Regions from separate parts of the Triticum aestivum genome. Here region 2 is linked to region 1. The links are chromatin contacts, called in public Hi-C maps. All regions are on one chromosome and are shown on one strand. Each heading gives the region's core, a stretch centred on a gene start, on an enhancer-like site or on the middle of the called end of the contact. The rest is flanking DNA. Distances are from core to core; before and after follow the strand shown. Region 1 holds the start of LOC123043491 (putative expansin-B14). Region 2 holds the start of LOC123043494 (probable serine/threonine-protein kinase PBL7).

The links. A called contact is a pair of places that touch in the nucleus more often than the background predicts.
Region 2: a contact with region 1 is called in a Hi-C map of leaf, with 2.5 times the contacts expected there. The contact joins the promoter of LOC123043494 here to the promoter of LOC123043491 in region 1. A contact is called at or near these places in 3 of 5 Hi-C or Micro-C datasets (all in leaf).

Annotation. Positions count from the first base shown.
Region 1 is chr2B:63,018,088-63,024,209 of IWGSC CS RefSeq v2.1, forward strand. It overlaps LOC123043491 (putative expansin-B14), which reads left to right and starts at 2,910. Exons shown (of 3, transcript XM_044465955.1): 1 at 2,910-3,042; 2 at 3,229-3,535; 3 at 3,635-3,956. The coding sequence starts at 2,910. The coding sequence ends at 3,956. It overlaps LOC123043490 (protein NETWORKED 2D), which reads left to right. Exons shown (of 3, transcript XM_044465954.1): 2 at 1-669; 3 at 779-1,078. The coding sequence ends at 668.
Region 2 is chr2B:63,166,280-63,172,712 of IWGSC CS RefSeq v2.1, forward strand. It overlaps LOC123043494 (probable serine/threonine-protein kinase PBL7), which reads right to left and starts at 2,434. Exons shown (of 5, transcript XM_044465957.1): 1 at 2,163-2,434; 2 at 1,482-1,726; 3 at 933-1,122; 4 at 444-835. The coding sequence starts at 2,250.

The sequences.
Region 1 (6,122 bases), core at 1,660-4,159:
TCGACGAAAACCTGCGGTTCTTGACAAGGTACAGCATGGCTTGCCACCAGGTGCAGGACTTCAACAGCAGATATCAGGAGCTACTGAAGGAAACGGAGAGTTCTGAAAATAAGAAAAGGGGAGGAGAACCTGATGCCACGATGGCCGAGCCTGAACCTGCCGAGAAGAAATTGAGAGAGCTCAGGACTGAAGTGGATGTATGGTTTGAACAGAATGTACTTCTTGACCGAGACCTGCAGCTCAAAACCGCGTCTCTTTGCAGCCTGCAAGAGGAGATAGCCGAAGCCCTGCGGTCCAGCACGGAGACCGATGGCGCCAAGTTCACGCCGTACGAAGCGGCCAAGTTCCAAGGGGAGGTGCGGAACATGCAGCAATCCAACAAGAAGATCGAGAGCGAGCTGCAGGCGGCGCTGGAGGGCATGAGGGAGCTCGAAGGCGAGGTGAACGTCACCTTGCGGAAGCTGAGGGAGAGCTTCGAGCTCTCGTCGTCCAGGCGCTCCTCCTCCCGCCGGGGGGAGGCGGACAGCGGCTACCAAAACCAATTCAAGCATTTCCCGAGCAGACACAGGGTGCCGCTGCGCAACTTCCTGTTCGGTACGAAACCAAAGAAGAAGTCGCTGTTTGCCTGCATCAATCCTACATACCAGAGACAGTTCAGCGATTTTTGAGGTGCGTGCATCAATTTTTTCTCTTCGCATCATCTTACGCTTTTTACGCTTGTCGGCGCCGTAGCCTGTGTTTTATCCTGGTAGCTGACGTTTCTGTATTTTGCTTGCAGTGAATAGAATGCTGAAGTAAACCTGTAGCTGCGAAGATTTGGCTCGTTATTTCCAGGTGGTAGTGCTGATTTATTCTTTACAGAAACTCCGTTGTAGTCGAGTGGCCCTGCTATTTGGATGGGAACACAGAATTACCTTGCTTCTCTCTTTTCATAGACAGAAACATTACCATTATACTGTACCATTTGAGAAACAAAAGAACACATTATATACCATACCATAGCTGTCATTTCAACTTTCAAGAGCTGTGTTAGCTTTTGGTTTGTGAGAGTAATTACAAGAGTGCAGGTTTTGTTGAATGAATCTGCATCTGGAAGGAGCATTATCATGGTTTCTTGTTTTGCACTGTAATAAGGTTTGGTGCTTTTTCCATTCATTTCATTGGTTGTCCTGCCCTGTAGATTTATACTGGTTATTATATGTTCCGTTCATGGGCCTGCCTTTTCCTTTTGTGTTGTGAATGGGTGTTCTATATCAGATAAATTTACATTAGCTATTTCCCATTAAATTCCATACTGAGAACACCTGGTGATCTCAGTATGCTCACAGGCACATCGTACTTGTTTTTTTACAACTCTGATTTTGGCGTTGATTTTTCTTTTTAATTGAGGATCTAGGCGGTGATCCATCAGTATAGTTCATTTGGGCTGGTTACTGGGACTTTTTTTTGACATCAGGTTAGTGGGAGTTTCTAATACCATGTGCTGCATCCTTTCTGTGACTGCCAACCTGGCCCCGTGCGATTCTGTGTGACAAGGCATAAGCCAATCACACAGAGCTGCGTGCGAGTGGGCTGCCCCAATTAGCGCAGGTCCTTTCTGGTTTTAGGAAGGCGTATTTTTTTTAGGGTGGAAGGTTCGTATTTATATTTTTTTGTTGTTGCTTTTTTAATTTTTATATTTTTTTCCTGTCCGTTTTTATCTCTTCTTTAACTATTTATTTAAAAGAAGTTCACAAAATTCAAAATTCATATTATTCTAAAGGACTTTCATGTTTTATGTTCCAATTTTTTTAATGTTCAAAAATGTTTTAAAAATGTTCATGTTTTACAAGAAATATTATGTTTTAACATGCATAAATATTCAGATAAATTGAAAATAAATGTAAAACCTAACTGAAAACCAATTAAACGAAAAAACACACTCTATACCGAAAGAAATTCGCTCGCTACACTCTACCACTTGGCACTGGCACAGGCTCTGACGCACCAATCATCATTAGGCAGCGGCTCCTTGCGACTACGCATTGCACTACTGGCGGCCTGTACATTTTTTTTGAGTAATCTGGCGGCCTGTACATCAGTTGTAATAAGCCGCCGCAGCCCACTAGCCACGTCAGTTGGGCCCGACCCAACTATTGTGACATGTAGTACATGTTTTTGTTCTCTGCAGGAATGTTAATGATTTAGGGTCTTTTTGATTCAAATGATTCTTAAAGAAATCTTTGAGGATTTTTTCCTACAGAGGTTGTTTGATTCGTGTGATTAATACAATCTATATGATTTTTTTTCATTAAGATTCATTTGTGCTAGTTTTCATAGGAAATTTTCCATCGACTCCAAGGTTATGTGAAGAATTCAACGGTTTTCCTGCGCATAATCAAACATTCATACTAATCATGTAGTGTTGAAAACGAAATGCCAGCCCCTAGGTTGTGCTACATTAGCAGTTATATGAGCAGTTATTATGGAGTTCACTTGGCTTTGCTGAATCTACTATAGTTTCTCTTACGTGCTTCTAGCTGTCTGCATAATAAATTTATTAGGTTAGAAAAAAATACTACCAAAACTTATAAAAGGCAATTGTCTAGAAAAAAATACTACCAAAACTTATAAAAGGCAAAATTTGCATAAATTTCCACATATAAGATCTGACGGATACATCGTTGATTGAGCTACAATTGTTTCTCAGAAATACCAAACCCGATATCTATATAATCCCTGGAAAGATGCTTTGTTTTCAGGAAGTTGAAAATCTTTGAGGATACGCTAATTGAATAAAAAAGACTCTCCTCCAATCGGCATGTAATCAGCACGCGATCCCTCTGGCTGTCTGCTGCCTATAAGTACATGGCGAGAGACTCTCCTTCCTCTCACGTACCCGGAGCAATCGTATATTCTTCAGCGTGAGCATGGCTTCTTCTTCCTTCCTTGCTTTCGTGACTCTAGCCAGCAGCTGCCTCATCCTCCTTCCATGCATTGTCTCCGGCTGGTCTGACGGCGGCGCGACGTGGTACGGTCCCCGCCACGGCGCCGGCTCTGACGGTATGTAAATTATGGAGTACATTAGTATATAAGTCATACGCCTTGCACGGACATGCAGGCCTCCGTGATGAGAGTGCATACATGCATGCATGCTAGGACACGTACGTACAATATAGTGCATAGTAGTTGTTGTTTACGTGTATTTCGTTGTGATCGAGTACTGACGCGTGCATGGGCGTGCTGCAGGTGGTGCGTGCGGCTACCATGGCGACGTGGAGCAGCCGCCGTTCTCCGCCATGATCACGGCGGGTGGCTCCTCCATCTTCAATGGCGGCAAGGGCTGCGGCGCTTGCTATCAGGTTAGATGCACCGGCAATCCCGCCTGCTCTGGGTCCCCGGTGACCGTGGTCGTCACAGATCAGTGCCCCGGCGGGCCGTGCCAGGCCGAGGCTGCGCACTTTGACCTCAGCGGGAAGGCGTTCGGCGCCATGGCCAAGCGTGGCCAGGCCGACAACCTCCGCAACGCTGGCAGTATTAAAGTCCAGTACAACCGGTAAGCTCCCGCTAGACTACGCCCAGTGCTCCGCCTACGTGCACGTTCCTGTGATCCATGGATCGATTGTCATCTCATATATTTCTTCTTCGCTCGCAGGGTTCCGTGCAACTGGCATGGGCTGGACATCGCCTTCAAGGTGGACGGCGGCTCCAACCCCAACTACCTTGCGGTGCTGATCGAGGACGAGGCCGGCGACGGTGACCTGTCCGCGGTCGAGCTTCAGCAGCGCGGCGGCAGCTGGGTGCCGATGCAGGAGTCGTGGGGCGCGGTCTGGAAGTACAACGCCGGGTCCACCCTCCAGGCACCCATATCGATCCGCATCACCTCCGGCTCCGGCAAGAAGCTCGTCGCCAGGAATGTCATCCCCTCCGGCTGGCAGGCCGGCAAGACCTACCGATCCATCGTAAACTTCCAGTGATTGATCAATGGGGAGTACGTATCTTAATTAGTTGTGCAGCACGCGTGCGCTAGCTATATGTAGTAATAGAGCCCGTGCCTGGAATAATACTCGCTTTCATGCTTTGAAAAATTGCAAACATAATGTGGAAAAAAAATGCTTTCTTCGAATATTTTGGCAGCTGATTAAGGATACGATGGATATTGCTAAACGCTCAAGATTGATGCCAACCGATTGTTTGTCAATCTTGAGTATTAAGTTTATGTTGAAAATCATGACCCCTACAAAAAAAAAACTCACTCACATAATTTAGGATTTGAAGAATGGTCCAGATAATATACACTGAAAAATAAGGGACCTTCTATTTGTAAGTTGTGAATTTTTATTTAGGTGCAGTGCAACCCCACGTCTCGATGCATGCAGCTTAGGCAGCTTAGGTTATGTTACGGTTGTGTTCCAATTAAAATGGATCAATTCTATAAATTTTAGTGGTATCCATGAGTAATACAAGCTGCAAAATCTACCACTTTAACACTCTTTAAACAAAAATAAAGACAAACTGATTCAAAACAAAAAACAAAAACATAAGTTTTCCTAAGAAAGAAATTGCGGGCATTGGATTACCCTAAAAGAAGAAAGAAACTTGAAAAACTTCAAATAATTGATGATAAAAACTGCACACAAAATTCAGAGAAATTGCACCTTTCTCAATAGCAAAAGAAGCCTATATATAATTTTCACACATGTTGCATCAAACTTGAATTTATATGTCGATGTGTTTACATTAAGATTAATAATCTCCGCAGACACGCGAAGGCACAAAAACAAGTGCATGAGCACGCGCGCACGCACGCACGCACACACACACACAGATGCACACACCCGCGTCCCCGTGAACATATCCACACATCGAGAGACAACATGCACACACGCACATATCCTAGCGCCACACACACACGATTACACGCGCACACACACATAATGCACAGAGACAAACACTTACGCACACAACACACAGGCTCGCCGGCATGAACGGACCAAGGGGGAAAAAAGCAGACTAAATACAAGAAGAAGAAAAGGTGACTTACACAAAATAAAAATTGATGCAACTTACAAATAGCAAAAGTGAAAAAATAATATCAAATCTGTGGAGTACTTCCTTATATTTATTCAAGGATTTTGTTTTCTATATTTTTCATATGGTCCTACATTTATGAGTTTATGATTGCCCAAAGTTACTTCACTGATGTAGTGTTTCATAGGCATGGACCGACCTAAAATTTAGTATGTCTTGTTTCATAACCATATAATGGAAACTAGACGTGCCAAAAAGAAATCAGCATTGATCTATATTGCTGACATAGCATGTCATTAAATGAGGAAATAATGATACTAAATATTATACGTATCATGATTGTGTATCATTCAAAAAAAATGATTGTGTATCATGATAATGAGGTGCTGCTATGAGACACACAAAACAATCAATGAGGTCGTCTAAAGGACAAATCTATCATAATATGCACTATAAAGGTTCTATTATACAATGGTATCATATGCATAGTACTCAATGTGAAAGGTATAATCACTATAATTTTTTGGGGGCATGCAAACACTAATTTCTAGAGATAAAGATAATACATTGTACATCATGTCTTTTGGATTCTCTAAATAATGTGGGGGGCATAAGAAAATAGCTTCTTATCAACCATTGTGCATGCCCTTACTCGTATGACTTCATCTTGAAGATATATAGCAAAAAGATACCTACATATCACTTTGTTAATATATCTTGAAGTTACGCGACTACAACCATCAGTAGGGCATATCCTACGCTGTACAACGATTTGTGATTTATCTGTATATTGTTTTGATAACTTCAGTGTCTGGTGATGAATTACTTTTCTATTTCGGGGTAAAACATGTCATACTGTGTGGGGTGGTAGTCGATTATGTGCACATGCAAGAAAAATTAACCAAAGGACAATGATAATATTTCTTTATAATTATCATAATAGAATGTCTACTCATCGAAAAGGCTACCTACTAAATCTGGAAAATGTAAGCAAAAATAGCAAACTTAATAAGGGGGTGTCTACCAAAATAATCATGTCTTTATTAATCAGACCACAGATACAGAATCACAATATGAAAGCAGTGGCGGGACCGGGCAGGTATAGTCGGGGC
Region 2 (6,433 bases), core at 1,184-3,683, 150 kb after region 1:
CTTTTGGGAAGGCAAACCTAGGCCAATCCAATAATGCCAAAAAAATGTAGTATGGAACTATTTCATTCTAGTACAGTAGCTTTTTAGTAACCCTACAACTGAAAAACATTGCAAGGACGATGTTTTTTCAGCTGAAGGAAAGGACAATATGTCCTTCAAGCAAAATTAGTGTAAATTCCAAAAGTGGAAAGAAATGCAGAGATGAACTGAAATACAGGTGATACATAAGGTTGATGCGCTAACACTCAGCTTTCGCAACTTCCGAGCTAAGAGGCTGATATCCGGTGGATTTTCCAGAATACATTAACAATCAATACTCACAAGAGGTAGCAGGTTTCACAATGCGATGTTCTCTACAGTTAAACTCCAGTAGTCTATAACGGAATGAAAAAGAATAACAAGAAAAAGAAAAGAACGTAACAAAAAACAAATCGGCAGCTTACCCATGCAACAAGATTTTGCTCCCCTGCAGCTCGGGTGTTGTCGATAGCCCTTCGTCCTGTGATGATCTCCAATAGAACAACACCATAGCTGTAAACATCTGACTTCAGAGTCAGCTGACCAGTCATAGCATACTCAGGGGCACAATACCCGTATGTACCCATCACTCTGGTGGAAACGTGCGTCTTATCGCCAACTGGGCCAAGCTTTGCCAATCCAAAGTCAGACAGCTTTGGGTGGTATCCCTCTCCGAGCAAGATGTTTGAACATTTCAAGTCCCGGTATATGACAGGAGGATTTGTTTTGTCATGCAAATGCTCCAGCCCTTTAGCTGCACCGGCAGCTATCTTCATCCTTGTATTCCAGTCAAGGCGGGGTTTATCTGGGGAAGGATCTGAATAAAATAGGATCCACTTGTGAGCACAGAAACTTAAATTATCAAATAGAAGCTGTAACAAAGCAGAAACACATTCTTTTTTTCAGCAGCATACCGTGAAGGTGGTCTTCCAAAGAACCCAGCGGCATATACTCGTAAACCAAAAGCCTCTGGTCGCCATCGGCGCAATAGCCAATAAGGTTGACTAGGTGTGGGTGGTGCAGCAAGCTCAGCATGAGGACCTCAACAAGAAACTCCCTGTTGCCTTGCAGTCCATTTCGATCGAGCTGCTTTATGGCGACAACCTGTGACGGCAACAAAATACATTTCACCATGTCAACTAGCTTCAGGAAATAGTTTGACAAATTCGTATGCATAACTTTTAAAATTTACCACATGTTAATGTTATCGCTCAATAGCTGTGAATGTAAATCAACCGAGGATTAACAACAACAATCCTTGGAACCTGGATAACCCCCATTTTCTATTACTTCGACAGCGAAACCCGCAGCCTAAACCCGGTCTCGGGTTCAGGCTGTGTGACACGTTCACTAGGAGACAATTTACAAGTGCTCCACACAATCCTCCAAGTGGAAGCTTCTAAATAAACAAAATGGTGCTAATGAACTGGGAGGGCAGAATAAATTAGCAAGAACCTCCTCACCTGGTTGATGCTCTCCAGGTACCCCTTGTAGACCCGGCCGAAGCCGCCCTCCCCCAGAAGGCAGTCGGCCCTGAAGCCGTTGGTCGCCGCGGCGAGCTCCCTGAAGGTGAAGGTCTGCGCGGCAATGTGGCGGTGCTCGGATCCGTTGCTGAGGACAAAATCCTTCTTGGCCTCCGACAGCGAGTCCTGCCGCGCCGCCGCCGCCGCGGTCGTCGACGAGGAGGAGCACCCCGGCTTCTCTTTATCTGGAAAAAAACGGAACGCGTGCGTCAGAATCATGAGGCGAATAAAGAAGACGGGGTATTTAGGGAAAGGAGTGCACGCGTTGTCTGGCGACGAAAGTGGCGAGCACGCGTCATCCCCGGCCGGAATCCCGGCACCGAGCTGCCATGTTTCGGGGGGAGGCGGATTCGGCGGGATACCATGATTTTGGGCAGAGTTTGCAACGATTTTCTGGAGGGGCCAACTTTTTTTCCTTTTTCTTTAGAAGAAACAGGGGAGGGGGGAACTGGACTGACGGGAACCAGGAACGGCGGCGGGGGAGCCGGAGCCACGAATCAGTTCGCGGAATCGGCGAACCACTCCGTGAATCTGGCGGAGATGAACAAATCCGCGACGGCCGGGGAGGACGGGGCGAGGAAGAAGACGGCAAGAAAGAAGGCAGTGGCGTGGGCGGATCACCTGCGGCGGGAGGGATCTGGGGCTTCTCCGGCGGCGGCGGCGGCTTGCGCTTCCTCTTGGCGCCCAGGCAGGGGAAGCAGCAGTCCATGGCGGCTCCCAAGACCTCTTCTTGGGTGGGGATGGGGGGGAGAGAGGTGGGAGGTTTGAGTGTGCTCCGCGTCCGTCCGCGTTGCGCGTGCGCGTGGGGAAGAAGGAAGGCGAGGCGAGGCGAGGCGAGGGGAAGGGGGAGCGAAAACGAGGACGAAATGATTTTTGAGTTAATATTGGGGGGCGGCCCTTCTCCGCTTTGGCTTGGCTTCTAGAAGAACGCAACGCAACGCAACGCAGCGCACAAGAGGGGAAGGGAGGACGGCTACTCTACGCGGCGCAAGTGTCAAACGGAAAGCAAAAGTCACGCACGCACACTAGCTAGTGGCCGCACCGCATTCCATGCCGGGTAAACAGTAACTTGTTCGGTGCTGCGTGGACTGGAAGGCTCGTGGCTACACCGAGCTTAAGCTTAGGGCAGCTCCACCGCGGATCATCTAACGGATGGCATCGAACGCTCGCGGACACGTCCGGAAGCGTTTGCGGACGGTTGGAGGGATGCCGGTCATCCGGCCGTAGGCATCAAACGTTTCACCCACTTCAAACGGAATGTTCAGGAGCACGGATGAAATCGAACCGAAACGGATGAAATTAAAACAAAGTTTGATCATACAGGACGGGCGCAACCTCTAGCACATAACGACGATCCTCCCTCCTCCTCGATAAAGATGGTGGCCTACTCCTCCCCCACTTGCTCCTCGTCCAACATCCGCTCCTCCGAAAGCGGCACCTGGTTTGGCCACGGGGGAACCAGGATGGCGGCTGGGGAGCGATGTCACGTGCTAACTGGATCCGGAGCTACCCGTGGATACGGATCAGCACGCCCGCAACCACTTCTCAATGTCAGACTTCTTGCACGTCATGGTGGCCGGAAGGTTTGGTGGTGTGTGGCGTGCGGTGGATGTGTGTGTGAGAGGATGAGGATTGTGCGGGTAGGGGTTTATGGACGAGGAGCCTGGCCAACCTTAAAGTTGGAGTAGACTCCTTGGTGGCCTCGCCACCGTGAATGTGGGTAAACGGGAGGCCGGTCAGGAAGAGAGAATGCGGTCAAACCATACCAAAAGCAGTGGGGGATTGGTTTTGTGTGGGTTCATGTTGTCGGAGTCCGATGTGGAGGACGTCTGGACTCCCCCAAACGTACCCCCGGTTTGGTGCCAGTTTGCAGAATTTCTAATGTTCAAGCCTATCTGAAAAAGATCATGTGACCCCGTTGAACACTAGCGGTTGATTTTGGTGATTTGTGTTGAAGTTCCCTTAGAGCAACTCTATCAGAAAGGTCTCAAACTCCATAATAATCGCCAATATGGAGGTGTAAGCTTAAAAATCACTCTAACAGAATCGCCATTCACCCGTCAGTTGCCATGAATTATGGAGATCCTTCCATATGTGCCCTCCAACCTCTCCATTTTATGGGGTTATGGAGTACTCATTTGGAGCTCATTCCGCTCCAAACCCAACTGCCAGTGTGGGAAGGAAGTGTCGTCTTTTCCCTCCTTGCGCCACATACGAGATACGAAGCAGCGTGTCCTCTTAAGCACCACCTGCGAGGCAACGACCCGGTCTTTATGGTGTTGCCACTCCATCAGATTCTCGTGGCTGCCCATTGAGATAGTTGCCACCGAATGCCACGTGACAACATGTCCTGGCTTGTGTGCGAGCTGACCTGGAGGATTTGCCTGAAAAGGCCGGGAGGAGGCGACTTTGCTAGAGTTGCTCTTATAGTAGACATACTACCCCAAAATTACTCTACATACGACTGGTAAAAATCATGAAGGCTACTTCGGGCATGAGCAAAATCAGAGTTATATAGATGTTATGCATAAGTCATCTACAATGTGAGACCCACTTGTCATCGAGGGATTGTTTCCCTTTCTTGTAGCGTCGGTCTGGAGCTAGGCGATGCATAGATTCCAACAATGTGATATCGATTTCGATGAAGGGCCGCATCATGGCTACCAATAAACGAATAGAGTCGTCAGGCATTGACATGAGGAGGATCTCAGGAGCGTGGCAACACCCTCTTTTTGTCGGAGCTTCATCGCTTCATTCTCGCCTCAACATGAGGAGTCGGTCGCGTCGTCACCCTATAATCATCGAAGCTTCGTAGCTCATCCTCTTTCCAGGTTGGTGTCACCTCCCTCTAGTCATCCTCCTTCTAGGTTGGTGCCACCTTGCTCCGGTCATCATCCTTCAAGATCGATGCCACCTCGCTATTGTCCTCCTCCTAGGCTATGGAGTGTTGGGCAGTAGGAGAAGTGGTGTGGGCAATCACAGTGACTGAGGCGGGGGGGGGGGGATCGGAGGAGAGGAGAAGGAGCTCAATTTTGATGGCTATGGCGTTAGCCAGCTAGTGTGGTACAAAGCCAACTTAAAATTTCATTGGTGGCACCGTTTTTGGATGGACCGAGCTCTGAAAATTGTCTAGGATAATGCAATATGGAGGTTGGAGGCAAATATGGAGTGTGGCGAATCTGCTACTCTAGGAGTATATAACAATTCTGCTAGAGGTGTTCTACAGTGCACGCCTGGTTTTGGCGCGACTATCTCTCTTCATGATAGCGTGAAATGCAAACTCTCTTGCAATTTCAATGAAATTCAAGTGGGGACAATATACAAAGAGAAGAATGATGCAACACCCAAAGAAATACTTGCATAAAACCACAAAGTCTTTCTACAGCACCACTAGACTAGTAAGTACGTGTCATGCATGCATGTTGATATTAGGGATACATAAATTGCATGTTGATATTAAGTAGGATATCAATTGTACGTTTTAATTACATAGATAGTGTAGACCTTGATATTTGATATAATATTAATTGCATGCTAAACATATTGAAATCTCGCCATTGAAGCAATATACTCTTTGAATTGGCATGGTTTGATGGCCGAGATTTGTTGGATCTGCCCTTTTGATCTTTGTATATTGGTATAAATATAGATATAGATAATTGCATGTGCATTGCAATGGGGTAATACAAATTCTTTAGTAGGTTGAATGCGATTTACCTGCCCATATTAATGTAATTATAGAAATAGATGATTTTATCTCATAATAACTTATTGGCTTATCAAAGGGAAAAACATTCTTTTGTAAGTCAATAAGATGTGTGGTAGTTGGGGCTATTTTCACGAAAACCGATGAAAGAAAACCAAACAAAAAGAAGGAGGAAGAAGGCACGTAAGTTCAAATGAAGTATAAGAGGATGACAAAACTTTACATCTTTTTTAAATATGAGATAATTTCTATGGTCAAATCACCTTTATACCAATTGTTATCATGCAGTTTTTAATACTATAAAATTTCATGAAAGTTTTCCAATAAAAGAGGTATAAGCATTTTTCTTGTTACTCAGTTTTTATCATGTGTCTTTCCTCGTAGCTTTAAAATGCTTATGAAACCCGTGGAAAATACTAACATGTCAGAGCAAGAAACTGAAAAGCCAGAGGCTTTTAGCCTAATGTAATGAATATTTTCCAACAGTTTCATGAGATTTCCAATAGACTTTCTTTCCCCTCTCGTGGAAACACAGTCTAGCAGATTCATCTTTATTCCTCCCCTTGATCTTTGTCGGCGAGTTCATGGATTTGCTCCACTCCGTCAGCTGCTCAGAGTACCAGAGACAGGGAGAGGAATTCTGGTGCCTCGGATCCGGCTAGTATATAAGTTAGGATTTCCAGTCCTCGTAGGGATGGCGCTCGGATGGATGCCTACGCTTCTTTTTTTAGTCTGTCTTTTGGGCTCCAATCCTCTTCAAGTTCATCCACTGGGGCGGATTGGATGGAGCTTTGGCGTAGATTTCTGCCAGCTCTTTGGGACTGTGAGGTTAGGGTTTCTCGTCGTGCAGACGCGACGACATGATTTTGTTTTAGATTCTTTGGATCGATTCAAGAGTTCAACGACTGCGCCTCCATGGCTATCGCTGCTAGGGGCATGTGCGCGAAGACTTCACGTCTGTCATCGACAAGATCAGCTTGGCTCTGATATGAGAGCGGCGACATATGCACAACGGTGGCTTGTGCTGCTAGCAACGGTGGCCGTTCGATGCTCTAGGAACCTAGAGGACCTCAATGCAAATTTTATTATACGTGAGGTGCTTTATATTTATGGTAAAATTTACAATCAAATATTTTTCGCAAGAGAAATACATACGCTTGTGTCTGTACTGATGTTCAAGAAAAGC